Regions from separate parts of the Mus musculus genome. Here regions 2 and 3 are each linked to region 1. A link is a contact called in public Hi-C and HiChIP or PLAC-seq data. All regions are on one chromosome and are shown on one strand. The core of a region is the stretch at or near the end of the contact, and the rest is flanking DNA. Distances in the headings are between cores, read along the strand shown. Region 1 holds the start of Cpne8 (copine VIII). Region 2 has its middle 110 kb from the start of Cpne8. Region 3 overlaps Cpne8 (copine VIII).

The links. Hi-C and Micro-C count contacts between places; a contact is called where the count stands out from the background. HiChIP or PLAC-seq counts read pairs in DNA pulled down with a chosen protein or histone mark.
Region 2: a contact with region 1 is called in a Hi-C map of cortical neurons, with 1.8 times the contacts expected there. The contact joins the enhancer-like site here to the promoter of Cpne8 in region 1. A contact is called at or near these places in 2 of 484 Hi-C or Micro-C datasets (cortical neurons and nephron progenitors).
Region 3: an H3K27ac HiChIP or PLAC-seq map of neural progenitor cells shows a contact between it and region 1, with 4 times the contacts expected there. The contact joins the enhancer-like site here to the promoter of Cpne8 in region 1. A contact is called at or near these places in 1 of 39 promoter capture datasets (liver), 3 of 484 Hi-C or Micro-C datasets (adipose-derived mesenchymal stem cells, cerebral cortex and nephron progenitors), 2 of 115 datasets of contacts at active chromatin or transcription factors (fibro-adipogenic progenitors and neural progenitor cells) and 2 of 9 other capture datasets (adipose tissue and liver).

The regions. Positions count from the first base shown.
Region 1 is chr15:90,678,004-90,680,703 of GRCm38.p6, forward strand. Cpne8 (copine VIII) reads right to left here and starts at 1,385. Exons shown (of 20, transcript NM_025815.2): 1 at 1,165-1,385. The coding sequence starts at 1,301.
Region 2 is chr15:90,790,074-90,792,773 of GRCm38.p6, forward strand. No RefSeq gene overlaps it. Among named protein-coding and RNA genes, the nearest start is that of Cpne8, 110 kb to the left of the region's middle. Within about 2 kb of position 1,283, at least 8 of the 459 cell types and tissues checked have an H3K27ac peak or open chromatin away from gene starts, as enhancers often do. A contact at or near this core is called in cortical neurons, where this site is marked.
Region 3 is chr15:90,560,590-90,563,289 of GRCm38.p6, forward strand. All of the region lies in intron 10 of Cpne8 (copine VIII), which reads right to left. It also overlaps the pseudogene Gm6746. Among named protein-coding and RNA genes, the nearest start is that of Cpne8, 120 kb to the right of the region's middle. Within about 2 kb of position 1,367, at least 8 of the 459 cell types and tissues checked have an H3K27ac peak or open chromatin away from gene starts, as enhancers often do. A contact at or near this core is called in neural progenitor cells, where this site is marked.

The sequences.
Region 1 (2,700 bases), core at 135-2,634:
CCTAGGACCATCAGAAAACACAGATATTTACATTAGGATTTGTAACAGTAGCAAAAATACAGCTATAAAGCAGCAACAAAAATAATTTTAAGATGGGGGGATCACCACTACATGGGAAACAGCATTAAATTGTCACAGCATTAAGAAAGCTGAGAACCTGTTTTAGCGGCGTTTAAACTTCAGGGTTTGTTTACAACAAAAATCACTCATGCTTATTAAAGTCTTTTACAACGATCTTTCCTTACAGAAAGGCTAAGAACATGTGAGGGCATTTAAAAACACGGGGGCGTAGAGGGGTAGGAGTGAAGTTTTCCAACGAGACCGGTGAAAGGAAGTATTCAGCCTGGAAGTGGGCACCTGGGTACGTGCAATGTAGTATTCTTAATATAGCCAACCATCTAATTCCCCAAAACTGGGGCAGCACAGCTATTCTACCTAACTTACTGAGGATCTGGCCCAGGGAGTATCAGGAAGGGAGTCTGAAACTGGCAGTCCTTGAGAGTTGCTGAAAGCATTCTGATGTTTGTCTACCGGCGGGCAGAAAATAAGTCGTGACTTCTCAATTCTTAGGTAAGCCTCTGCCTGGAAGACTGAACCTGGAACCGCTACAGGCCTAGGGTAAACGTCCCGGAAGGGTGGAGGGTAAGGAAGCTGGATGGTTCCAGGAAGTGAGTGGGGAGGAGGAAGCTGTGGAACTGGAGCTGAGCCCACCGCATGGCTTCCCGGACGCCTGGCAGAGGGAGTCCCTGGCCAAGGTGCGCAGCATCACGCGCGCTCTTGGTAGGACTGACCCTTCGGTTCCCGACATCACTGAACCTCTGGCCCTGATTGCGGTTGTTTAAAATAAATAAATAATTTTTTAAAAGGTTGCGAAGTGGGCGGCGGCTAGGGTTTCTGTAGCTGAGTCACAGCTTTGCCAACTTTCACAACATTTCCCAGAAAAAAAAAAAAAAAAGACTCAGCCAAAGCCCACCACTCTCGTCCCCAGTTCTGTGTCATTTGACCCTCTGGGGGGGAGGAGGGGAAGGTAACGTCAGCCAGTACCACAACTAGTCCCCACTCAGCATGCAACTTCTCACCAGCGCCAAGCCTCGTGGTACCTGGAGCGCTAGCCAAGTGCCACCAAGCTCGGATGGAAGGAAGAAAAGAGAGCCGCGTCCTCACCTGCAGGACACTGACACCTCCACTCGTGTGGCGGGGATGGCCGCACTCAGCTGGTTCAAGTCCCCGATGCCCGTGGCGCTGGTGTAGCGGCTGTCCATCTCGAGCTGAGGAACGGAGCACTTGTCCCGAGCCCACATCCAAGCTGCGGCGGGCTGAGCGCTGCTCGGAGCGGAGCTCCGCACCGACGGGAAGGGGTGAGGGTGGAGGCAGAGGAAGGAGGCGGAGGCGGCGCGGGAAGGGGAGGGAGGAGGCGGACCTCGTCGCGAATCCGGCGACCGAGCCAGTCCTGGCAAAGCCGCCTCGGTCTCCCAAGTGGCGCTCCGGGCTGCTCCCGCCCTGGGGCAGCCCCCGGGCGGTGACTGGGTCTGCAGCTCGGGGGCTCTGGGCGTAGGGCGCAGAGACAGTAGGTGACCCGGACAGACACCGCGCCGTCTAGTGGGAGAGCCCCAGGCGCCGGCGATTGCCCCCCGCCCCAGCTGATATGCTCCCCACTTCGGGCTACTGGACTGATGTGGTGGTGGGGCAAGGGATGGCCACCAGCCTTTGACTCCTGGTGCAGAGGGGCGTGCCAATATATGGGGCAAGCTTGGGTGGAGTGGACGCTGTTGGGACAATCGCAGCGTTATAAGAGAGGTTTCAATGCGTCTGCCATCCCCTGCAACTTTTAGGCGAGGGTCTCCTTAAGGCAAGATCGGCGCCTTGCAACGCACTTGCCAAACCGCAGGGATTTCTGCCCTGAGGCCCGGGAGGTCGTAATAATAACTTATAATCTAGCTCCTCCTCAATCCTGCTCCTCAAGACCTGAAAGCAGGGCAGCGTAAAGCAGATGAGCAGCTCGGGTGACCGGGGAGTTTAGCAAATAGATTCCTGGCGGCGCGACTGGGAGTGGGCAAGACGCGGGGCGCCGCCGCAGCTTGCCGGGTAACCCCCACTTTCCTGCGCACACCTGACCCGAGGCGTCACTGCGGGTCTTCTGGCGATGGCCGCCAGGGGGCGGTGGAGAGCAGGGCGCCCAGCCTCAGGAGGGAGCGTGGCTGGCTCTAGCCCTGGCTCACCTGGAGAATCCTGGGCTTGTGACTGGTCTCCCTTGTGGTATTTTAATCCACTTGGAGCCACTTCCTTAAAGAATCTGTGTGGTTGCAGGGGAAATAGAGTGTAGATGCTTGCCGCTCTTCCCTGCCCCAAATGTTTGCGTCACTTTGGTCTTGTTTGCTTTCCCTGGTCGCCCCGCCCTCCCTTCACCACCCCTTAAATCCACCAGTTCTGTTTTTCTTTCTCTTCCCCCTATCACAAATTAAACTGCAGCTGATGACTAGAATTTTCCCTCAAGCTCTCTTATTGATGCCTGAAATTGATTTGGTGGAGGAGGTCTAGAGGGTTTTTTTTTTTAAGCAAACTAGAATTTTATTTTGCAGGCACCTCCTGAAGAAATAAAAGGTAAGGACTTTAGTGCTCAACCCAGAGGCCTTCTCCGAATTTTCCACTTTATCTAGGTCCATATGTGTGTGTATCTGAATGCATTGATTTACATGCACA
Region 2 (2,700 bases), core at 33-2,532, 110 kb after region 1:
GCTGTGTGCTAGAAGGAAGGAAGGAAGACCGGGAACACTGTGCTAGGCAGAAGTCCCACACCCAAGCGTTGGCATCTGCTCCCTTCAGCTTAAGAGTGTTTAAGACAAATGAGCTTAGCATTTGGTTATCACGAAATTGCATATAATCCTGTCATTCACAAAAATGTTATCTGTGCACACTCCCCTCCATTTTCTTTCTGGAACCCATCCATTGAGGCAAATTTTCTCCCTGGGAAGTTACACTTATCTTTGAAACCTGCACATTCCAGACCGTCTATTATGCTGCTTTTACTGAGCATGCACCTGGGACTAAATCCCTCCTTACCCTTCCCGTGGATGGGAGGGTACAGCTGACTCAGTCTGCTTTAATCTGTCAGCCCTGGGAAAAGATACCTGCCTGATGTCAGGCTAACCCTGCCTACACTTTCCAAGTCCAGATCTCCTCCTTTCTTGGAGGAAAGGAAATGAGGGGATACCACAGTCCACCCACACCCTCGTTTATGAACACAATTTGCCACTCAAAAGCCTTAAGACATTTGAGACAACCCAGCAGGAAAGAGATCTGATACTTCAAGAGGAACAAACCAATCAGCATGATTTCCTCTCAGCACCTTTGACCTCTGACCTCCCCTACCACTCCTCACTTAACTGGGGCCCACTCTCTTCTTAACACCTGCCCCTCTCTCCAGTTACCCAGAGTGGTGTGTCTCTCATCAGAAAGGCACTTGCACAAGAAACTGGATTTTATCTGTTTGCTATTTATACACATTTTACCACTGAAACAGGGTCAAGTTCAGATGCAACACTTTACCAGTACACCACTTAGTGTTAGGAAAAGAATCAATATAAGAAAATAGCCAAAAATGCTTGAAAGTGATTTCCCTGACAAGACAAGACTAGAGGTGGGTATGACGGAGACCTTTTTGTTTTGGTTGTTAATTTAGAACATAACATGCTACGTTTTGTTGTTGTTGTTGTTGTTGTTGTTATTGGTGGTGGTGGTAGTAGTGGTTGTGATATATGTGTTGTATAACAATATGAAAAACAGAGAATACAAAGAAAGTACTCATTGTGTTAAAATACCATTGTTTGCTAAGCTCAGAATTCTTCTCTAATATAATAACCCAAAATGCATATCTCCAAGGAAACCACAGATTTTATCCAAACAACCCAAATCAATTCTATTTTGGCTCTTCTCTTTGCATTTTATATCAAACCTCTCAAGTTGGCTGAAAGTAGGCAAGGCTTGGATTCTGGAGCCAGCCTGGGTTTCCATTGTGTACTGTGGCTTTCCAGTGTGATCCCAGCCTTCCATGCATGCACCACCCAGTCCCTGGCCATCAAAAGAGGGTAAGCAAGATTTCCAAGAAGACTTCATCGAAAAGCAGTGGGTTATGATTAAAAAAAAAAAAAAGCAGCAGCTTGTTTATTTGTGTGTGTGTGTGTGTGTGTGTGTGTGTGTGTGTGTGTGTGTTTCTAGATGTCCAAATGATTCAATTCTCTGAAGTATGTAATATTCCATATCTTTTATATAATCATTAATTAAGCACCAACCACATGTTCTATCTTCTTAACACAATTTTAAAGCTCATATGCTTCCTTCTTTTCCCACCCCCTTCCCTCTGCTTCTATGAGGGTGCTCCCCCACCAACCTACTCACTTCAGCTCTATCATCCCCCTACACTGGGGCCAAGGACCCCCCCTCCCACTGATGCCAGATACTGCTATCCTAGGCTACATATGTTGCTGGAGCCATGGGTCCCTCCACGTGTACTTTTTGGTTGGTGGTTTAGTCCCTGGGAGCTCTGGGGATCTGGTTGGTTGATATTGTTGTTCTTCCTATGGGGTTGCAAACCCCTTCAGCTCCTTCAGTCCTTCCCCTAACTCCTCCATTAGCGTCTCTGTGCTCAGTACAATAGTTGCCTGCGAGCCTCTACTTTTCTGCCTATATGAACTTTAAGATTAATCATGCTGATTTCTCATATAGAAATTAACTGGGGGCTGGAGAGATGGCTCAGCAGTTAAGAGCATTGACTGCTCTTTCGAAGGTCCTGAGTTCAAATCCCAGCAACCACATGGTATCTCACAACCATCTGTAGTGAGATCTGACACCCTTTTCTGGAGTGTCTGAAGACAGCTACAGTGTACTTACAAATAATAAATAAATAAATCTTCTTTTTTAAAGAAATCAATTGGTTTTAAAATTTCTTATGTTCTTCTGCTTTCAGATCTCAGGCACCTGGGGTAGGATATTTTTAGGGGCTAAAGATATTGAACAAAACAAAACAAAACAAGACAAACAAATAAAAGCACCACAACCACCAACAACAAAAAAACCAAAAAGCAAAAACAGTAATTGCTGGAGGCACTTTAAGATGTCCAGTCCCAAGAAGAGCAACTAGAAAAAGTCAATTGGAGAATTTGAATTTTTCTATATACAATCTATATACATGTATATGTATACACACATGCACACACACACACATACACACACACACACGGATGCACAGAGTTAACAAAGCAAAACAGTCCAGAGGAACCAATCAATAATGGTATAAAAAATAACAGTATTAGTTTCAAAATCAGCATATTTCTATGTGTTGACTCTTTTCTATAACAGAAACAAGGGAGCTCTGACATATCAGCTCCTGTATCTTATTTATCCTCAGGCTTTAACAATTAAATTTTCTGTAATTTATA
Region 3 (2,700 bases), core at 117-2,616, 120 kb before region 1:
TAATTTATTTTTGTTTTCATAGTGACTAAATGCAGAATGAAGTCGTCCATCACTTCGCAACTTACCATTTGTATTTTGATAAGAAAACACAAGGGAAATGTGGCAAGAATAACACATAAACAAACTTACATAACACAGCAGTTCCAGCCTGAAGCAAGAAAGGAACTGGACCATTCAAACAAAGACTATGAAAAAAATTAAAGACGTACAAAACAAATATGCAGGAAACTTGCAACATCATTAAAATAACAAATTAGTGAGCTGTAGCCAAAGAATAATTCCAGGTTAGTGTCACAGACCAGATCCTCAACAGGAAGAAAACTTCCCCTAAGGAGAACACACTCAGACAGATAGATAAAAAAAAAGAAAGAAAGAAAGAAAGAAAGAAAGAAAGAAAGAAAGAAAGAAAGAAAGAAAGAAACCACACTAAACACCAAGTAAAACCAGAATAGAAATTCCCAATAGTGTATTACAGTGAAAAGACTCAACAAAGAGAGAATAATGCAAGGTACAAGAGAAAAAAAAATTAGGGAAGCCATATATAAAGAAAAACCTAGCAGAATCACAGCTGATTTTTTCATCGACACTTTAAAAACACAAGATTCTGCTCCTTCCGGCTTCGGGAACAGAGTGGGCACAGCGATTGCCGGTTCTCACTATGTGGCCCTGACTGGAATGCTGTCCACTTTGATCGCCATTGGTGTTACCCTTCCCTGATTTCCTGGCAGGGCTTCTACTGAGAAGAATTACCACGCCTATGGCTCAGGTTCTGCACTCAGGATTTCAGAGGCCTCCAGGCAGACTACAGATTGTGAGGAAAGGTGCAGAATCTCTCATTGGTACAGAATGGATTCCTCACAAATTTACCAGGTCAAAAATTCCAGATAACGTGTTTCAGCCTAGACCTGAAGAGCATGAAAAGTATGATGGGGACCCCCAGGACCCTCATAAACTGCACATTGTCACGAGAACAAGAAGAACAAAGAGACATCCATACTGGGAGAAAGATACGATCAAGATGCTCGGACTACAGAAGGCACACAGCCCTCAAACTCACAAGAATATCCCGCAGATGGATGCAAAGCTGAAAGTGGTTAAACACTTGATACGCATCCAGCCCCTGAAGGTACCACAGGGACTTCCCACAGAACAGACCATGTCCAGCACGTGCCTCGAGAGCACTGGGGAGTTGCTCGTGCAGTGGCCTCTGAAGCCTGTGGAGAAGGAAGCGAAGTCCTGACACACTTCAGCTCACAGATGCACTCACTGTCCACACAGCTTCAGCTCACAGATGCACTCACTGAGGGAACCGGTCTCATTAATATGTATGCTCACCTCCTCGCCCCTCCTCCCCCCGAAAAAAAAAAAAGCACAAAGAAACTGGGGCAATGTACTACAAGTTGTAGAAGACCGTTCGTGCCAACCCAGACTACTGCAGTCAGATAACTGCTTGCCAGGGAAGGAGGAATAAAAATTTCTCCATGCTATAAACAGGCTGAAGAATTCAAGTTCACTAAACCAGCCCTATTGAGGCTGCTGGAAGCCAAAAATGGAATGCAAGAGAGGAAATGACCAAGAAAGAATGGAATAAATGAAAATGTAAATCGTGAAATGCCAAACAGGACTAAGAACACAAACAGCCAAACGTCAAAAGTCAAGCAACAAAAATAACATCAATAAATGCACATCCTTCCATGATGACATTAAATATTAGTGGCTTCAATTCACCCATTAAAAGACATGGGTTAATTAAATGGTTTAAATGAAAGCTACTTATTGACTACAGGAAACCCATCTTACCCTCAAGGACCCATCTTCAAGTGAAAGGATGGGGGGAAAAGTATTCTAAGAAATGAGACCAGGCATCAAGCAGGTGCCATCATCTTACTGACAAAATAGACTTTAAATCAAATTAATCAGAAGAGATAAAGGGCACTCTGTTCTAATCAAGAGAACAATTAACCAAGAAGATATTACAACCCCAAATAGATATAGACCAAGATCTCGAACATACAGTTTTATGAAAAGCATACTTCTAGACTTGAAGACACAGATGGACACTACTCAGCCACAGTAGGTGACTTCAGTTCCACCCTTTCTCCGGTAGACAGATTATTGGGATGAAAATAAATAAACAGAGAACTAGTCATATTAAATGGCATCACATCTCCAACAGATGTAACTACAGCTATCTATGAATACTTTACCCAAGTATCATTCTACTCTGAAGCCCACAGGAGATTCTTTAAAACAGACCACACAGTAGGCACTAAACAAATCTCAGTAAGTACAAAAAAAAAACAAAAGCAAAACCAAAACCCCTGAATGATTCCATGTATACTCTCTGACCACAGTGAAACAAAGCTTGACACCCACAACAGAAGAGTCTCTAGAAATGACATAAATTCAGAGATTAAAGGGCACACTACAGACTAATGAGTGGGTCAAGGAAGTCAAAAGAGAAATGTTTACAGAATTCCTGAATGAGGAAGTAGGTGATGGCCAAATTAATTATAGCTTAAGTTTCCATGGAGATAAGACTCTAACATACTAAAGTCATTTGAGATAATTTCATACTTCAAGTGATGGAGAGAATGAAGAGATGAGCAAACATCCGAGATGGCTGGATGCTCACAAGGAAGATATCAGCTGCTTACAGATGTTCCTTTCAGCTGTGCACCTGATACAACCATTGGGCAA